Linked DNA regions of Gossypium hirsutum: region 1 is linked to region 2. Evidence: chromatin contacts called from public Hi-C data. All regions are on one chromosome and are shown on one strand. The core of a region is the stretch at or near the end of the contact, and the rest is flanking DNA. Distances in the headings are between cores, read along the strand shown. Region 1 holds the start of LOC107925454 (plastid division protein PDV2). Region 2 holds the start of LOC107925352.

The links. A called contact is a pair of places that touch in the nucleus more often than the background predicts.
Region 1: a Hi-C map of leaf shows a contact between it and region 2, with 3 times the contacts expected there. The contact joins the promoter of LOC107925454 here to the promoter of LOC107925352 in region 2. A contact is called at or near these places in 11 of 34 Hi-C or Micro-C datasets (callus, leaf and petal).

What each region holds. Positions count from the first base shown.
Region 1 is chrA01:110,618,547-110,622,031 of Gossypium_hirsutum_v2.1, reverse strand. It overlaps LOC107925454 (plastid division protein PDV2), which reads right to left and starts at 1,803. Exons shown (of 2, transcript XM_016856142.2): 1 at 1,222-1,803; 2 at 1-293. The coding sequence starts at 1,503. LOC107925378 reads right to left here. Exons shown (of 12, transcript XM_041113244.1): 9 at 3,382-3,441; 10 at 3,209-3,295; 11 at 2,989-3,117; 12 at 2,301-2,890. The coding sequence ends at 2,588.
Region 2 is chrA01:110,422,772-110,426,609 of Gossypium_hirsutum_v2.1, reverse strand. LOC107925352 reads left to right here and starts at 1,917. Exons shown (of 5, transcript XM_016856014.2): 1 at 1,917-2,076; 2 at 2,179-2,280; 3 at 2,559-2,629; 4 at 2,713-2,775; 5 at 2,863-3,319. The coding sequence starts at 2,013. The coding sequence ends at 3,153.

The DNA.
Region 1 (3,485 bases), core at 554-3,053, 200 kb before region 2:
TCATTTGTTGGGTCACTGATGGAAACCCCATTTTGGGAAGACTTGTATGTTGACTGTAAGTGTGACAATGAGCCATTATCCAAAACCAAGGATCGTGGGAGGCGACTTGGATATGGGGGAAGGAGGAGATCACTGTTGTTTTCCACTGTTTTGCTAACAAAAGCAGAAGCCTCGAGAATCACTTCCATGTCCTTCCCTTGATATTCTTTGAGCTTCTCCAAGACCACTCTCCGGCTATAATCAATCTCAGCAAGGGCAACTTCCTTCTCATAACTTTGCTGATGTTGCAGATTCTAAACCATTCAAATGATAATGATAAATAATGGTGTTATTTTTTAAAAAAAAATGTTATCAACACAAACATCTATCTATTTCTACGCATAGCCTTTTTATGCACGCAAAGCATAGATCCAATATGTAAGTCAAAGGAAGGAAAAGACTAACAACTAGGGCTTTGAATTGTTGGAAGTTCAATTCTTCCACAAGTAAATTCATATAGAAATAAGTTACTTTGCTCCTACGCCAGAAGAACAGTGAAAGAATGACCTCAATCATGTAACCATATGTTGTGAAAATGGAAAGTGCTAATTTTGGAAAATTAGAATGATTGGGAACATGGTGTAAATGATTTAATTCAATAGATACAGAAAGTAACATTTCCAAGTCAGCAAGTTTAGTTTTAGGGTTTTACTATAACAAGGCTATCTAAAAAAACTCACAAAACCAGAAAAGATAAATTAGTCTCTATAGACCATAAAATAGAACCGACATGAATGATACCTTGGTTCTACCAAAAAAAAAAAAAAACCCACAAAGAGTGTAGGTGCAGTCAGTAGGCAAAAGACCAGACCAATTGGCACTAATCTATAAATAGGTAGAAGAGATAAAACCAAGATTAATCTCTGACCCAAAAAATGCAATACAAGCCTACCCGTATCTTCGACTACACAATTTCTAAACATTTCAAACAATCATCATTAATCATTTTTGACTTGTTCTTAAGTTCCATAGCATAAAAATTTGGAGTCGAAAGTAGGATCCCACGGGTAATTTTCAATTTTTCCTTTAGTTTTATAAATATTCACATGCATACATGACTATAACAGGGTTACAAGAACGAAATAAAATCAGGGTCATTCAAGGGCCTAGGGTTTATAACATACGAACCCAATATCTAACAAAATGGGGAGGGAAAAGTTAAGATATTTGAGGTTAACAAACCTGTAAAGCAAGGAGCTGGGCTTCAAGTGATTCAAGGGCATCTCGAATATCCAAAAGTCCCTCAGTAGTTTCTTCTGCTTCTTCTTCATCATCAGCTCCACCGAGAGTTTGATGGGGTTTGTCTCCATTCAAGCTAGCATTTTTATCAGTTTGTTTTCCTTCTTGGCTTTGTTTGTAGGGAGAAACAGGATTTCCGGAGGTGGCTTTTGTGATGCAGTTGCTGATTTTCAATCTCAGCTCTGTAGCTCTTGCTAATGCTAACCCTACTCCCTCTTCTTCCATTTCTTTCCTTTCCTCACTCTCCCCCCTTTTTTTTTCTCACCCTGTTTTCCTGTTGCTAGTAGTATTAAAATGTGTTGAATTTAAATCACAAATAAAAGGAAAAAGAAAAAAAACTGAGAGGAAAATGGGCTTTGGTTGTTAAGAGACCGAAGGGGGTCTGAAAATGGAGGGAGAGAAGAATCTCATCTTTTCCATGCTTAGACCATGGTCCTTTCATTTAATTTTTCTTTTTCTTTTTTTTTTTCTCTGTTGTGGGGGTGCAGCATAAGGCCAAGAAATTGGGCTAATAAACCCAAAGCCCCAAAAGCAATTTGGAAGAGCAAACAACTCTAACCTCTACTTTGCAAAACAAGATTATGTGGGCTCTCTGCTTTTGGCACCTATGGTTCCTATGCTGCCACCTGCGAGGTGGATGATAAACCTACTCGTTTTTTCATTTTTCCTTCTCTTCTCGAATAAAATGGTGTATTTTTAGATTAGGCTTTACATAATCTGGCCTATTCTTGTTTTCATTCATGGAAATGAATAAAGAGTCATTGATACTATTATGAAGTTTTTCAATGAACTCAGACCATAAGCTGTTGTTTCACATTTCCTTTTCTTTAGCTGGAAAAATATTTGAATCTTGTCCACAAGCCTGAACGTTCAAAGTTAAGAACACTTTATGAACCCATGTTCAGTTCCAATTTATCTATACGATTAATAGATAACATTTTTAAAGTTTAAGTTTGAATCCTATCATCTCCATCCCCTTCTCTTGTTCTATTTTAAAAAAAGAAGATGAAAACACTTGTATCTAATCATAAAAACTATGAAGATGTTTTCAGTTGCAATATAATATTATACACAATCAATTCTCTAGCATTTAGGTGCATACAAGAACTTTAAACACAATTAGGAATGACAGCCAAATCACAACCTTGTGAATGGAGATTGTTTCTTCAGCTCATTTGATCCTCATTCTCTATTGCATAAACCAAACTGAAGATTGGAGCCAAGGGGGGTTTGAGAAAGTTGCTGTTATGATTCATCTGTCATTCCAAAATCCCACCTTCTACACTCAATGCTTTTCTCAGATATAAAATCAGTGAAGTAATTCTTTTGAAAATAGATATCGAAATGCAAAGTTGTGGGAGATCCACTCAATGCTTTTCCCAGTTTTCCTCTTGCAACTCGGCTGAAGATTCTTCCTCACTGAATCAGGCATGAATTGCTCTACCATCTGCAACATACCAGCTGAGCCAACATTTGAATCTTTTGCAAAATACTCCATAAGTTTTGGTAATAGAATTTTCTCTTCTTTGTTCACACTCCAATTTGCCTGGATGTACTCTATTTTTGCAACTTCCAGTTCCTGGAACACTCCCTTGGGTGTATATATACGTACCTAGAGTGTCATCATAAGTAAATGATATAAATTGAGAACTAACATTTTAAATACCCTGCAGCCATATAATAAGAACTAATTCAGGGCAAACAGTGTACCGCAGGGTCCGAATAACTTCCTGAAGAAAGTGCAAAATACAGAAGAGGTTCCGGTGATTCGATTGCGTAAGCTCTTCGAGGATCTCTGACCTTAAATTTGGTCTTTGAAGGAAACAAAAACCGAAGCCACTGCAAGCAGATGTTAGATGTCAGTTTCATCAGTGTCAACACAAACGAATAGTACCATAAGTGGATAAAATTTTCAGGGAATGAATAGTACCTGTCCAGGACGAGGCAATCGGCATCCTAGAATAGAACTCTGTATTGTGTCTATGTTTATGGTCTGCCCCCCAACATCATAGGCAGCCTGGATCATACATAGGCTTGTGAATGCAATAGCAAACATCCATCCCATGATCATTGGTTAAATTAACCAGAAAGAGCTTTGCTCACCTTGAGTAATAAGGACAATCTCTTCAGATTGTTTTTTGGAATGCCGTAAATCAGAAACGCCTGTAAGAACGAAATGTGTCGCATTTGCCCAAGGAACTTAATGG
Region 2 (3,838 bases), core at 668-3,167:
AGGCATATCAACACCATGATATTTTACTAGGTAAACTACTTAATTAGTCACTGAATTTTTCTTGTGTTTCTATTTTTGTAACCGAATTATGAAAATTTTCAATTTGATCACTAAATTATCCGAATTCGGTTTTTTAGTCATTATGTCATTAAGTCTGAAATGGTTGGACGATGTGATTATTACATGAATGATCACCTAACTATGAAAATGTTTTTGTTTTGGTTACTCAACTATAAAATTTTTTCGATGTCACTAAAGCTTTCGAAATTAGATTTTTTTAGTTACCATTCTGTTAAGTTGATAATAGAAGTTTGACGTGATTTTTTTTATTGACCTAATAACAAATTTTGCCATTCAATACTTATATGTTGTATTAGTTTAATATGAACTCTAAAGAAATAAATAAACTTAGTCCTATACATTACTAGTATTTGATAATAATTTCTTACAAGTTTTTTTAATGATTTTTTATAATAGTAATATTTGGCTTTTTGATAAGGTAGTCAGTACCTCATTAGCGGACACACTGATTTTCAATTGGAATTGATATGTATGGTACTAGTTTGTTTTGGTGTATCATTTCGAATTTATCAATATTTTTAAAAAAAATATTTAATATATGTATATAAATATATTTACAAATATCAAATGGATGATACTAAATAAATTTTAAATATAAAATATTCATCAATTATATAAATGACTCACAACTCAAAAAATAAAATTATATCATTTATATAAATCCAAAATTAATAATAAAAACCCATCATCAATTTTTAGGGATTTAACTTCTCTCCATTTATGAAAGAATTTGAATGGCGAGTGGAGATTTTTTTTTTTATATCAGGTGAGTGAGTTTATTATTATTATATTTTAAATATGAAAGTATGTCCATAAAAACTTTTTTAAACTTTTACATATTGGTAAAGTCCTTTTTGATCTGTCACATCCCAATTAAATCTTTAACATAATAATAAAAAATTAAAAAAATAATTTTTATATTATTTATGCATCGGCTGGTGGACCATGTTTTGGCTAGTGCGATCAGACTTGATCGAAAGAAGTTAGTGCAACTAGTACGGACTAGAATTTTTATTGGCACAAAAAAAGGTGATGGTTGTTTCGATTTAGCATTAGAATGGTGTGAACAGACCACCATAGTTTTTGAGCATTAGAGAATCACTATTTTAACATAAAAAAATATATAAAAAAGAACTTTCCAACAATTTATGATCTTTTACTGTCGAAAATTAAAAATCTTTGAATTTTTTAGTGTTGGATAAGCATCGTTTAGTCTAAAGTGTTAAAAAAAAATTATCGACCACTTATGATCTTTTTGGTATAGGAGATTTGAAACTTTTAAAATTTCTTGCATTGAATAACATTGGCTAAGAGAATAAAAGAATAGGTAGAGAGAGAGAAAAAAAAGGCAATAATTAGGATTAAATTGATAAATTTGGTAAATATTGAAGACTAAATTTATTGATTTTTAGAATTAAGACTAAATTGATAGAAAATATAAATATTGAAGAGCTAAAATTATTATTAGACCAATAAAAAATATCACATCAAACTTTATTTATTAACTTAGCCGCATGATGACTAAATCAAAAAAAAATTATAGTTGGATAAACATTCTCATAATTGAGTGGCCATTTGTTTAGTTTATAACATCATTTAGTTGTTTCAAACTGAACAGTAAAAACAAATTTGGATAGTTTTGTGATCAAATTGAAAAAAATTCATATATTAATGACTAAAATAGAAATTAAAGTTATTAAAACCGAGTAAAAGGAGCCTCACACTACATGAGTTTAAGCCCAACCTGAAAAAGGCTTTCAATATTAAAAACAAGGGCTGGTCCATTTAATAAAAGTGGATAAAGCCCATAATACTTCCCAAATCATGTTAAAACAGAACAAAAAGTAACAAAAGCTCAAACTCTAGTTTACATAAACCCTATAGGCTGCCGACTGAACAAGGAACCGCTTGTTTCTCAACTAAATATACAGATGGGAAGCTCAAGCAAAGATCTTCTACGGTTTGAACACAATAAATCCTCTTCTTCACCCTTAGGTAACTAAGCTCCTATCTAATTTTATGCTAACTTTGTTTTCTATCCATTGAAATTTCATTATCTGTGTGTGTGTGTGTTTGACGGTTTTACATGTTCAACAGAATGCGCTCTACTTGTTTGTAAGAAAAAGGACTCGGAGCCTCAAACTCATGAACCTGATCCTTCCAAGAAACCCCCCTTCACTCCTTTTCCTAAAAGCCAAGGTAAGCTTTCTTCCATCTTTCTTTTTTGAAGTAGTTATTTTGTACCATTATTTATGCTAAACATATATACAGCTTTTAAAGAATCTGAAACTGATAGCATGTGATTTGGGAATGGAATAATGATCATTGTTTCAGACTTGAGGACTGTTAAAAAAAAACTTTGACTTGTAGGCAGAATTATGAGAGGTCCAGCTTGTTTAGAGATGATTACGTGTTTCATGGGCATTAGAATGTGGAAGCTTCTGTTTTGTGCTGAAATCTTCTTTTGAGTATTGCAGTTTTGGGGAAAGTGAAAGATTTCTTGGGAGTCATGGCAGAAGCTAATAAAAGGCTGGAGCTTGATGCAAAGGTTTTTTTTTTTTTTTGTCAAATTTGTCATCAGTAAACACACTTTTTAATTTCTAACCTATATTCTTGTTTATCATAATGTAGAGTAATTCTCAAGCATATGATATTGAAGTACTCAATGGGAATGATTCTGAAGTCATTGAAATGGTAACATTAAAATTGAACCTCTTGAATTGTGCTCATCGAATAGTATATGAGTTTGTTAATATGTTTTGGTTGCATTTTGTAATACAGGATTTGATGTTAGGTGTAGCTGATCTTCACACACCTCAAGCTCTGGCTGCTGCTGAATCTGCAATTGCTAGCAATCAGCCACCAATTATGGTAGCTGGCAACAGTAGTAGTAGCGAAACGGAATCAGATGATAGCAGTGATGAGGAAAGCTATGATGATGGTAATGATGATGAGGAAACATCTTGTCCAACGGAAAATGAAAAATCCAACACAGTCAACGAGGATGCTGTCTGTGAAGCAACAGGAAAAAGTCGATCAAAGAAGCGGACAAGGATAGTTGAGCTCTCTTGAAAACAATATTTATTTGGTTGGTCAAGAAGAAATGTAGAAATTTCTGAACTATTATATTCCGAAGAATCTCAAATGACCTGTTGAAGTTTCCTGCTAGTGTTGGTGTCCTTGTATTGAATTTTGACCGCAAAGTGAATCATTGAGATGCAAGTTAAATTGGTGCCAACTTCCAGTTTTAAAGCAATCACCCTCATTTTCCAATGCTAAAATCAGTTGTGAACATCTGGTGCAGCATTTGTAGAATTCTCAGAAACAAGATTTAGTTGAACAAGTGAAATGGATGGAGATGTTTCAAATATCTTGAGACAATTACTTTGATAAAATTAATGTTAAACTAAACCCATACTTTTTTATTCTTTGGTGCAGACAATATAGACCGTGATTTGTAAAAAAAAGAATGATGTTTGTGCCAACTTTCTATCCTCTCCACAGCAAATCTTCCTTGCTAAACTGAGTGCTTCGAGCCTAATAAGCTCAACTAGAGCATCAAGGCAATGGCCACTACATATTACATCTTCCGTAAATATTTTACTGTAAAACGATTATAAATCACACATATCCATGGATAATATGGAGATTGTAATTTGATGATGACAGTGACTAATTGTAAAGCCTGCTAAGACTACTATCTTCACTTGGACTTTGATCACATTCACAAATTTATTGGCATATGCTGGATAAAATA